Linked DNA regions of Capra hircus: region 1 is linked to region 2. A link is a contact called in public Hi-C data. All regions are on one chromosome and are shown on one strand. The core of a region is the stretch at or near the end of the contact, and the rest is flanking DNA. Distances in the headings are between cores, read along the strand shown.

Region 1 (4,367 bases), core at 140-2,639, 63 kb before region 2:
GGTGTACAGCACAATGATTCATATGATACCGGGAAAGACTGAGGACAGGAGGAGAAGGGGACGACAGAGGATGAGATGGTTGGATGGCACCACCGACTTAATGGACATGAGTTTGAGCAAGCTCCAGGAAATAGTGAAGGGGAGAGAAATCTGGCGTGCTGCTGTCCATGGGATTGCAACGAGTCGAACACGACTTAGTGGTTGAACAACAATATATATATATATATATCTTGTATCGATCGCTTCCTGGCTGGGTGACATTAAGGAAGTCGCTTAGCCTCTCTGAGCCCTGAATTCTTCATCTAACGAATTTGATAATACTCCAGAATTGTAATATTAAGTAAGCACATGATCTACAGTAGAAGTGCAATAAACAGCAGCTGTTCCAATTAGCTCTTTTTAAATTTAAAATAATTGTTATTTTGTCAAAATAATGCCACACTTCAGTGAATCTAAGACATCACCAACTATAACACGCACCATTACTTATGCACCATGGAGAAATAAGCACTGCCAATTATACGTGTCAGGTGCACGGCTGACTGTAAAAAGATGCATCTTGATTTTAAAGATGTTAAAATGTGAATCAATGCCTGGCGACGATCATGCTGAGTGAAGTAAGCCAGCCAGCCAGAGAAAGATAAATATGATATCGCTTATATGTGGAATCTGAAAAAAAAAATAAAGAGATACAAATGAACTTATTTCCAAAACAGAAAGAGACTCACAGACATAGAAAACAAATTTACCAAAGGGGAAAGGTGTGGAGGGGGATAAATTAGGAGTTTGGGATTAATACATACACACTAAAATAGACAAACAGCGAGGACCTATTGTATAGCACAGGGAATTATATTCAATATCTTATAATGACCTATAATGGAAAAGAATCTGAAAAAGTATATATACATGTATATTATAAAACTGAATCACTTTACATCTGAAACTAACACAATGTTGTAAATCAACTATACATCAATTAAAAAAAAAAAAAACTAGGGCGTGACTGACTCCCGAGTATTACCTCCGTTTTGATTAGTTTGAAAGAGAGAGGGGCCATCTAGTAGTCCCTTCAGTTGTAAGGCCCAGAGAGAAACAGAGACTGCTCAAAATCACACAGCCTGACAAAGGTCAAGTTGGGCGTAGACCTGGGCCTTTAGCTGCCGGTCCAGTGTCCTTTTCCAGAAACTTGTCTCTCCCTTACTGTTACCCCGAAACTCAGGACACCACTGAGAGCTTGGATTGCAGCTCCCAAGTGCAGGCAACATTTCTGGGGCCCAGGTGGGGCCCTAGGAGGTGGACTCTGGGAAGGCAGGGTGTCACAGGAACACAGCAGGGAGTTCTGGGTCAGCAGCAGGGCGACCTCAGGACTGGGCAACCCCGCCGGAGGAGTGTGGTGTGGCGGGGCCCAGGGGCTTGTCTGGAAGCTGTCCTTGTGCAGCGAGCTCACTGTTTTTGGGCAAAGGTGTCCATGGACAGAGGAGCCCGGTGCTTTACAGTCCATGGGTCGCAAAGTGTCGGACGCGACTGAAGCGACTTAGCACGCACACATGGGCTTGTTCAAGGTCCCTGGGGCACTGAGCTGCTAGTGGTTAGCACAATGGGGAGGGGGATAACCACGGCCAAGCAGTCCTTCAGCTTTGCTTCCTCTTTTGGCAAAAAATTGCTCCCACCTCCCAGCACTGAAAAGAGCCCTTGTCACTATTTACTGAGTGTCTCGCTGGTCCTCCGAGCAAAGGCCCGGAGAGGTCAAGCCAGGCGTCTGCAGTCACACAGCCAGCAAGGAGCCCGTCTGCCTCTAGAGCCTGCACTGTAACCCTCAGCAGCACTGCTTGCGAATGGTGTTTCTGTGTATCTGATGGTACGTGGCCATTTGGGGCACCTGCCCCCTAAAGGGAAACCTACATCCCGTTTCCAGTTCCACCTCAAAGATATGAATTGTCAATAGCAGTAACTCGGGAGCTAATCGCTCAGGTGAAGCCCTGCCTCCTCTTTCCTTCCTCTCTCCTCTGGTCCTCTGCAGAGCTCCCAGCAGCCCCCAGTCTGCACGTGACTATGGCCTGCCTGTGGCCTTTGCAGCATTTTCACACCTTCTGTCTCAGAGCCACGTTCTCCTCTTCTGCCAAATGGGAGGGAGGGTAAAACTGACCTCGTGGGTCTCCTTTGGAGACTGCAGGAGTTAATGCATGTTCTGTGCGGTGCACTCCACCTGGTTGGGGATCTGGGAGGAGGGTCGAGGAGTCAGGGGACACGGGTGTGACCCTTGGGCCTGTACTGACCAGCTGTGCAGCCGGAGGCAAGTCTCTGCCTCTCTGAGCCTCTGTTTCCTCATCTGTATGATGAAGTCACAGCCTTGCCCCACCTGTCACTTACCTACAGCAGGTCAAGGGATGAGACTGATGTTACTGTGGTTCTCGGTCATCTTCACTGCTCCGCTCCCTTGACGCTCTTTTCCCATCAGAAGAGCCCATCTAGGGACTTCCCTGGTAGTCCAATGGCTAAGACTCTTTGCTCCCAATGCAGGTGTCCTGGATTTGATCCCCAGTCAGGGAACTAAATCCTATATGTCGCAACTAAGAGTTTGTATGCGACAACAAAGATCAAACATCCCTAATGTCACAACTATGATCCAGCACAAACAACAAAAAAAAGCCCACCAGGAACCTTATCCCAAGACTCCTCTGTTCCCTAGGGTGCTGGGAATCCTCACAGGACTGAACCAAGGGACCGCGAGGATCATCGAATCCTTTATCTGTGAAGCGGGCACAAGGACTATGTCTGCCTCACTGCAGCGTGGGGAGAACCACGTGAGTTGATGCACGTAAATTGCCCAGGGGATCTTCTCTGATGGAGGGAAACAAGCAAGGAGGCTCACGGCAGCAGGATTTGGGATGAAGAGAAGGGCAAATCTCCACAATCCATCTTCCACGTAGCCCCAGAGTGCCTGGATCCCTGGGATTCCTCCTTGGGAAGCCCCTCCCACATGTACGAGAGATGCTCTGCGTGACAGTGACAGAGTGGCCCACCCTTGCAGTATGATAACCACTTCTTTATTTTTTTGAAGGTTTTTTTTTTTTTGGTGTGTGTGTACCATTGTAAAGCATTTATTGAATTTGTTACAATATTGCTTCTGTTTTATGGGTTTTTTTTGTTTGTTTTTTTGGTCGTGAGGCCTGTGGGGTCTCAGTTCCCTGATCAGGGATCAGACTCTCACCCCTTCCATTGGGAAGCAAAGTCTAAACCGCTAGACCACCAGTGAAGTCCCCATATAACCACTTCTGAGGTGAGGTTGTGAAAGACTGTGGCCTCCACCCGGGGCTGTCTCCAGAACAAGGAACTGTCACATCCTGGGGACACTCAGACGGCCTATGGGGAGGCCAAGGAACTGAAATGTCCGGTCAAAGCCAGCAAGGAACAGACGCCAGCAGCAATCACAGAGGTGAACCTGGAAGCCGATTCTCCAGCCACTGCAGCCTGACTGCTGAGAGACCCAGAGCCAGAACAATCCAGCTGAGCCACTCCCGGATTCCTGACCCCCAGGACCTCTAAGATAGTCAGTGTTTGTCTTTTCTTTGGCAGCACGCTATGCATATAAGATCCTAGTTCCCCTGACCAGGGATGGAACTCGCACCTCCTGCAGTCAAAGTGCAGATTCTTAACCCCTGGACTGCCAAGGAAGTCGCTAAATGTTTATTTATCTAAGCTGCTGAGTTTGGGGGGAGCTTGTTTTACAGCAGCAGTTACTGTTATACAGCAGTAAATAACTGGTACTATTAAATCCGTTTTCATGTACACTTGTTATGAAATGCTGCTGTTGTTTAGTTGTGAAGTCATGTCCAACTCTTTTACGACCCCGTAGCCTGCAGCCCGCCAGGCTGCTCTGTCCATGGGATTCTCCAAGCAAGAATAATGGAGGGGGTTGCTATTTCCTTCTCCAGGGGATCTTCTGGACCCAGGGATCCAACCTGAGTCTCCTATTTCCAGGTGGATTATTTGCTACTGAGCCACCAGGGAAGCTTATAGTAGTATCTGACTCTTTGTGACCCCGTGGACTGTGCAGCCTGCCAGGTTCCTCTGTCCGAGGAATTTTCCAGGCAGGAATACCAGAGAGGGTTGCCATTTCTTACTCCAGGGGATCTTCCCGACCCAAGGATCGAATCAGAGCCTCCTGCATCTCCTGCATTGGCAGGCAGATTCTTTATCACTCCACCACTATGAAATACTTGAAAGTGAAGTCATTCAGTCGTGTCCGACTCTTCGCCACCCCATGGACTGTAGCCTACCAGGCTCCTCAGTCCGTGGAATTTTCCAGGCAAGAGTACTGGAGTGGGTTTCCATTTCCTTCTCCAGGGGATCTTCCCAACCCA
Region 2 (4,227 bases), core at 1,543-4,042:
GCTGGAAACACACAGCTTCCCCCTCCCCCCCACCAACGGCCCAGCCTGCTCTCACCCTCGCTTGCCTTGTGGTTTTTTCCCTTTTTATCTTGTTTTTGTTGTTGTTTTCATCACACTTCCACAAGCAGATTCTTGTTACGAAAATGCAGTCACTTTGTGATACAAAGTGAAAAGTGAGAGCTCCCCGCCCATCCCCACAGGGGGCAGGGCCCTCGCCTCCCTGAACGTGGGCCCCCACCCCTTGTGCCCGCAGGGAGGAGGTGCAGGAGAACTGCGTGCGGTGGCGGAAGAGGTTCACCTTCGTGTGTAAGATGAGCGCCAACCCGGCCACCGGCCTGCTCGACCCCTGCATCTTCCGTGTGTCTGTGCGCAAGGTGAGGCCGGTCGGGGGCTGCCAGGACCACCGGGCTGGTGCCTCTGGGCCCATCCCCTGAGTCAGGCTACCTCATTTCCTGTCCTCCTCCCCTGGGGGTCAGGTGGGGAGGGGGGCAGAGAAGATTGGGAAGACCCGTGAGGTCGCTGGGATTCCCTAGCCATCCTAATCTCCGTGTCTGTTTCCCTTGCAGGAGCTGAAAGGTGGGAAGGCTTATTCTAAGGTAAGCAGGGCCAGGTGAAGGGGCAGTGGGGTGGGACAGGATGGGACAGGCATGAGAGAAGCTCTAAGAACCACCTCCAGCCACCTCTCTTGCCCCAAACAGAAGACGCCCTGCCCTCTATGAGATGTATTAGTTTTTGGAGATATCTTTATTGACAGCCTCTGCGTTTAACGTAAAGGCAGCGGACGCTCATTGCAGCGCAGATGGTAGAGGGCTTCCCACCACGTGCTTCCCTCGGCCTCCTCCTCACAGCCTTCCAGACCTCTTAAGGAAACAAAAATGCCTGAAGCGGGGGACTTCCCTGGTGGTCCAGTGGCTAAGATTCCACACTCCCAGTGCAAGGGGCCCAGGTTCGATCCCTGGTCAGGGAACTAGATCCCGCATGCCTCAGCTAAGGCCCAGTAAAGCCAAATCAATCAATAAATACTGTAAAAAACAAGCAACAGAAGAAAAATGCAGGAACTGTCTCATACAGAGCAGTGAATAAAACACGTGCATGTGGTTTAGAGGATCATACGAGGAGCCCCCATGGGTGTACCTAAGCACACGCAGGTGATAGGATTTTTAAATTCACAAGAGGGACTCGTCCTACAGATTCTGAAACCTTTTTTTTAGCTACCTAGTACAGCGCGGGCATGTTTTTGTGTCATCACAGGTTTCCTTTTGCTTTCTAACAGTGGAGGGTCCCTCGTCTGGCTGGGTGAGGGGGGCTCATTCACCCCCGCGGCTGCACATCTGTGTGGTGGGCAGGGTTCCCCTCGCCCACAGATACGTCAGGCCTTCCCGTTTAAAGCCTTTTCCACTGGGGAAAGTGGGGGAAGACGGGTCTGAAAGGGTTACCTCTGGCTTTGAGTCAGCCTGCTCTGCCATGAGCCCCTCTTCTTGTGGGGCCTCTCGCCCACCCTCTGGGGCCCAGGGAGGTACCCAGTAGCAGGGAGGTGGGCTCAGTCAGTCCAGAGGGGACATGCCTTTGTCTCGCCTCACCCTGTGTGGAGAGCCTGAGGCAGGCAATAAGCGGAGTGAGTCCCTTCCCACCGACCAGAGCTCAGGAAGTTCAGTGGACACGGCTGTGCCCTGCGCCCTGTTCCAGGTGCCAACACCCTGCCCAGTAGCAGAGGGCAGGGTGGCTAGAACCGGGCTGCGGAAGGTGCTCTTAGAGTGGAGATTTCTCCTCCTGGTGACGCACATGGGTGAAGGACAGCCAGGGAAGAAAAGGCCAGCTAACAGCGGGAGCACCCACCTTCCCCCCTCACCCCCACAAACCTGCTGTGTCACCTGTCAGGCCTCCCAGGCCTTTCCCTTCCGTCACAGGCTCGTGTGTGCATGCTAAGTCATTTCAGTCGTGTCCGACTCTTTGCAGCCCCACGGACTGTAGCCCACCAGGGTCCTCTGGCCATGGGTTTCTCCAGGCAAGAATACTGGAGTGGATTGCCATGCCCTCCTCCAGGGGATTCTCCCCACCCAGGGACTGAACTTGTGTCTCTTAGGTCTCCTGCATTGAAAGGCAGGTTCTTTACCACTGGACCACCTGGGAAGTCCCACCACAGGCTCAGGTCCCGTTAAATCAGAGGAAGAAACTGAGGCCCAGAAAGGTGGTGAGATCTGACACTGATCAGGCCTCGTTTCAGTCCTGGCTCTGCTGGATAAGGTGTGTGAGCCCCTGAGCAGGTCACTTGCCTGCTCTGAGCCTTAGTTTCTGGGTCTGAAGCATGTGCTCTGCACTCTACAGTGGAGACTTGTGTGCAGCAGGTGCTCAAATGAATGTCCCTGCTTAGCTTGATTTGTCCTCCAGGTCCCTAAGCCCAGCACCCACCCCCCACACCCCAACCTCCAGATCTGGCAGATGTGGCTTCCGCCCAGGAGGCCTTCTCAGCTCATCCACCCTGTTCTTCCACTTTCTCACTTCCCTCCCCACCCTGGGCTCCCCTCTGCATCCCGTGACAGCTCGGGGTTCCCACCAGCCCCTGGCTCCCACCCCCACCAGGGTCTCCCGCCCGCCCAGCAGAATGCCCCCCACCCATCCATCCACCCACCCCAGCGCCAAGTTCCCACGGGCCTGGCCTCCCCTCCTGCCCGCTGGCTCGACGGCTCCCACAGCACGGCCTTGTTTCCCCGGGAACAGTGCGTCTGTGTCGCAGACAACAATGTCCTTTCATCTCGGGCGCTGCCCTGGTGCACGCCAGGATGCGGCACAAAGGGTGCTTTGTGCAGCCCGGGGATGTGAGCTCCTGGCTTTGCCACGCGGAGCCACCAGCCGGGGCCCGTGTCCTTGGGTGCCGGTTATGCAACAGTCCGTCGGGGCTGCGGGGCGGGCCCAGGCTCCGGCCCCCCTGCCCCCGGCCCAGCTCACCCTTGGGCCACCAGCGCTGCGCCCACACTCCCCTCAGCCTCCCGCCCTCTCCGCTGTCCCCCGCTCAGCTGGGCTTCGCCGACTTGAACCTGGCAGAGTTTGCGGGCTCGGGCTCCACGGTGCGCTGCTGCCTGCTGGAGGGCTACGACACGAAGAACACTCGACAGGACAACTCCATCCTCAAGGTACCAGGGGCTCCGGGCCTCATCTGCCCCTCCCACCAGGGGCAGGGGCAAGGGCTGGCCGCCTCCCTGTCAGAGTCCCGTGGGGAGTTGCAAAGAACACAGGTTCTCACCCCAGACGGACAGCGAGAGACGCTGGGAAGACGTGGGCCCTGGGGTCAGGAAACTCCCCTTGGAGGCCTGACTTAGCCACTGGCCTCAGTTTTGCCCTCCATAATCGGGGCTCAGGGAGTGGACCCCAACAGTCTCTTGTGGTGAGACCAGCAGCCCTTATCTCGTGGTGCCCAACCACAGTCTGGCAGGGAATGGTGTCTCTTCCTGGCCCCAGTTTTGCACAGGAGGGGCTCCACCTTTGGGTGGTCATCCACCCAAAGGCACAGCAAAGCTGGCACCTGACCCTGCAGCCCAGCTCCTAACCATAGCCGCACATGACGCAAGGCCACCTGAGCTCCAGGGCACCGGGGTGTGGACAGACCTGCCGTCCCTGCACCCAGCAGACCCGGGCAGCCATCCCAAGGGCCCAGCCACGTGAAGGTTTCCGGGACCGGGGCAGCACCCTCCCCCTGGGCAGCTGCCTCCTGAACCCCTATGGACAGAGAGATTGGGGCATCCGCTGCCAGCTCACCTTTCTTCCTCATCTCCACACCCTTCCACCTGGCTGAGAAAACAGTCTTGTGTTAACCACAGCCCAGTGAGCTGACCCAGTGGGAGAGTGCTGTGTCTGGCAGAGCTGAGTAGGAGGTGGTAGGCAAGGGCGCTAGGGCCTCCTGGACCTTTTGCAGAAGAAGCCAAAGGCCACTGGAAAGGTCCAGGCTAGCCCTTGTGAGAGCCAGGGCCTCAGTGCATCCTCAGACCAGATTAAGGGGGCCTCGGGTCCAAGGCCAGCTCCCCCATGTCCTGTCTGCCGGACCTTGGATAGTCATTTATTTCCCCTGAGTCTGAGTCTCAGTTCCTGTGTCTATAGCCTGAGGCCACCACGTGCATGGCAGGTTGCTATCACAGCCAAATGAAATAACCCATTAAAAATCTCAGCCTCAGCCCAGCGGGCACCGTTTTTGTCGGAGGTGTCCCGGGGATTCTTTCTCAGCCGATCACCTGT

What was found. A called contact is a pair of places that touch in the nucleus more often than the background predicts.
Region 1: a Hi-C map of blood shows a contact between it and region 2, with 4 times the contacts expected there. The contact joins two enhancer-like sites. A contact is called at or near these places in 4 of 5 Hi-C or Micro-C datasets (blood and liver).

Annotation. Positions count from the first base shown.
Region 1 is chr11:98,226,728-98,231,094 of ARS1.2, reverse strand. No RefSeq gene overlaps it. Among named protein-coding and RNA genes, the nearest start is that of NAIF1, 29 kb to the left of the region's middle. Within about 2 kb of position 1,389, at least 1 of the 5 cell types and tissues checked has an H3K27ac peak or open chromatin away from gene starts, as enhancers often do.
Region 2 is chr11:98,164,941-98,169,167 of ARS1.2, reverse strand. FAM102A (protein FAM102A) reads left to right here. Exons shown (of 11, transcript XM_018055840.1): 2 at 254-374; 3 at 567-596; 4 at 3,015-3,131. Among named protein-coding and RNA genes, the nearest start is that of DPM2, 14 kb to the right of the region's middle. Within about 2 kb of position 2,792, at least 2 of the 5 cell types and tissues checked have an H3K27ac peak or open chromatin away from gene starts, as enhancers often do.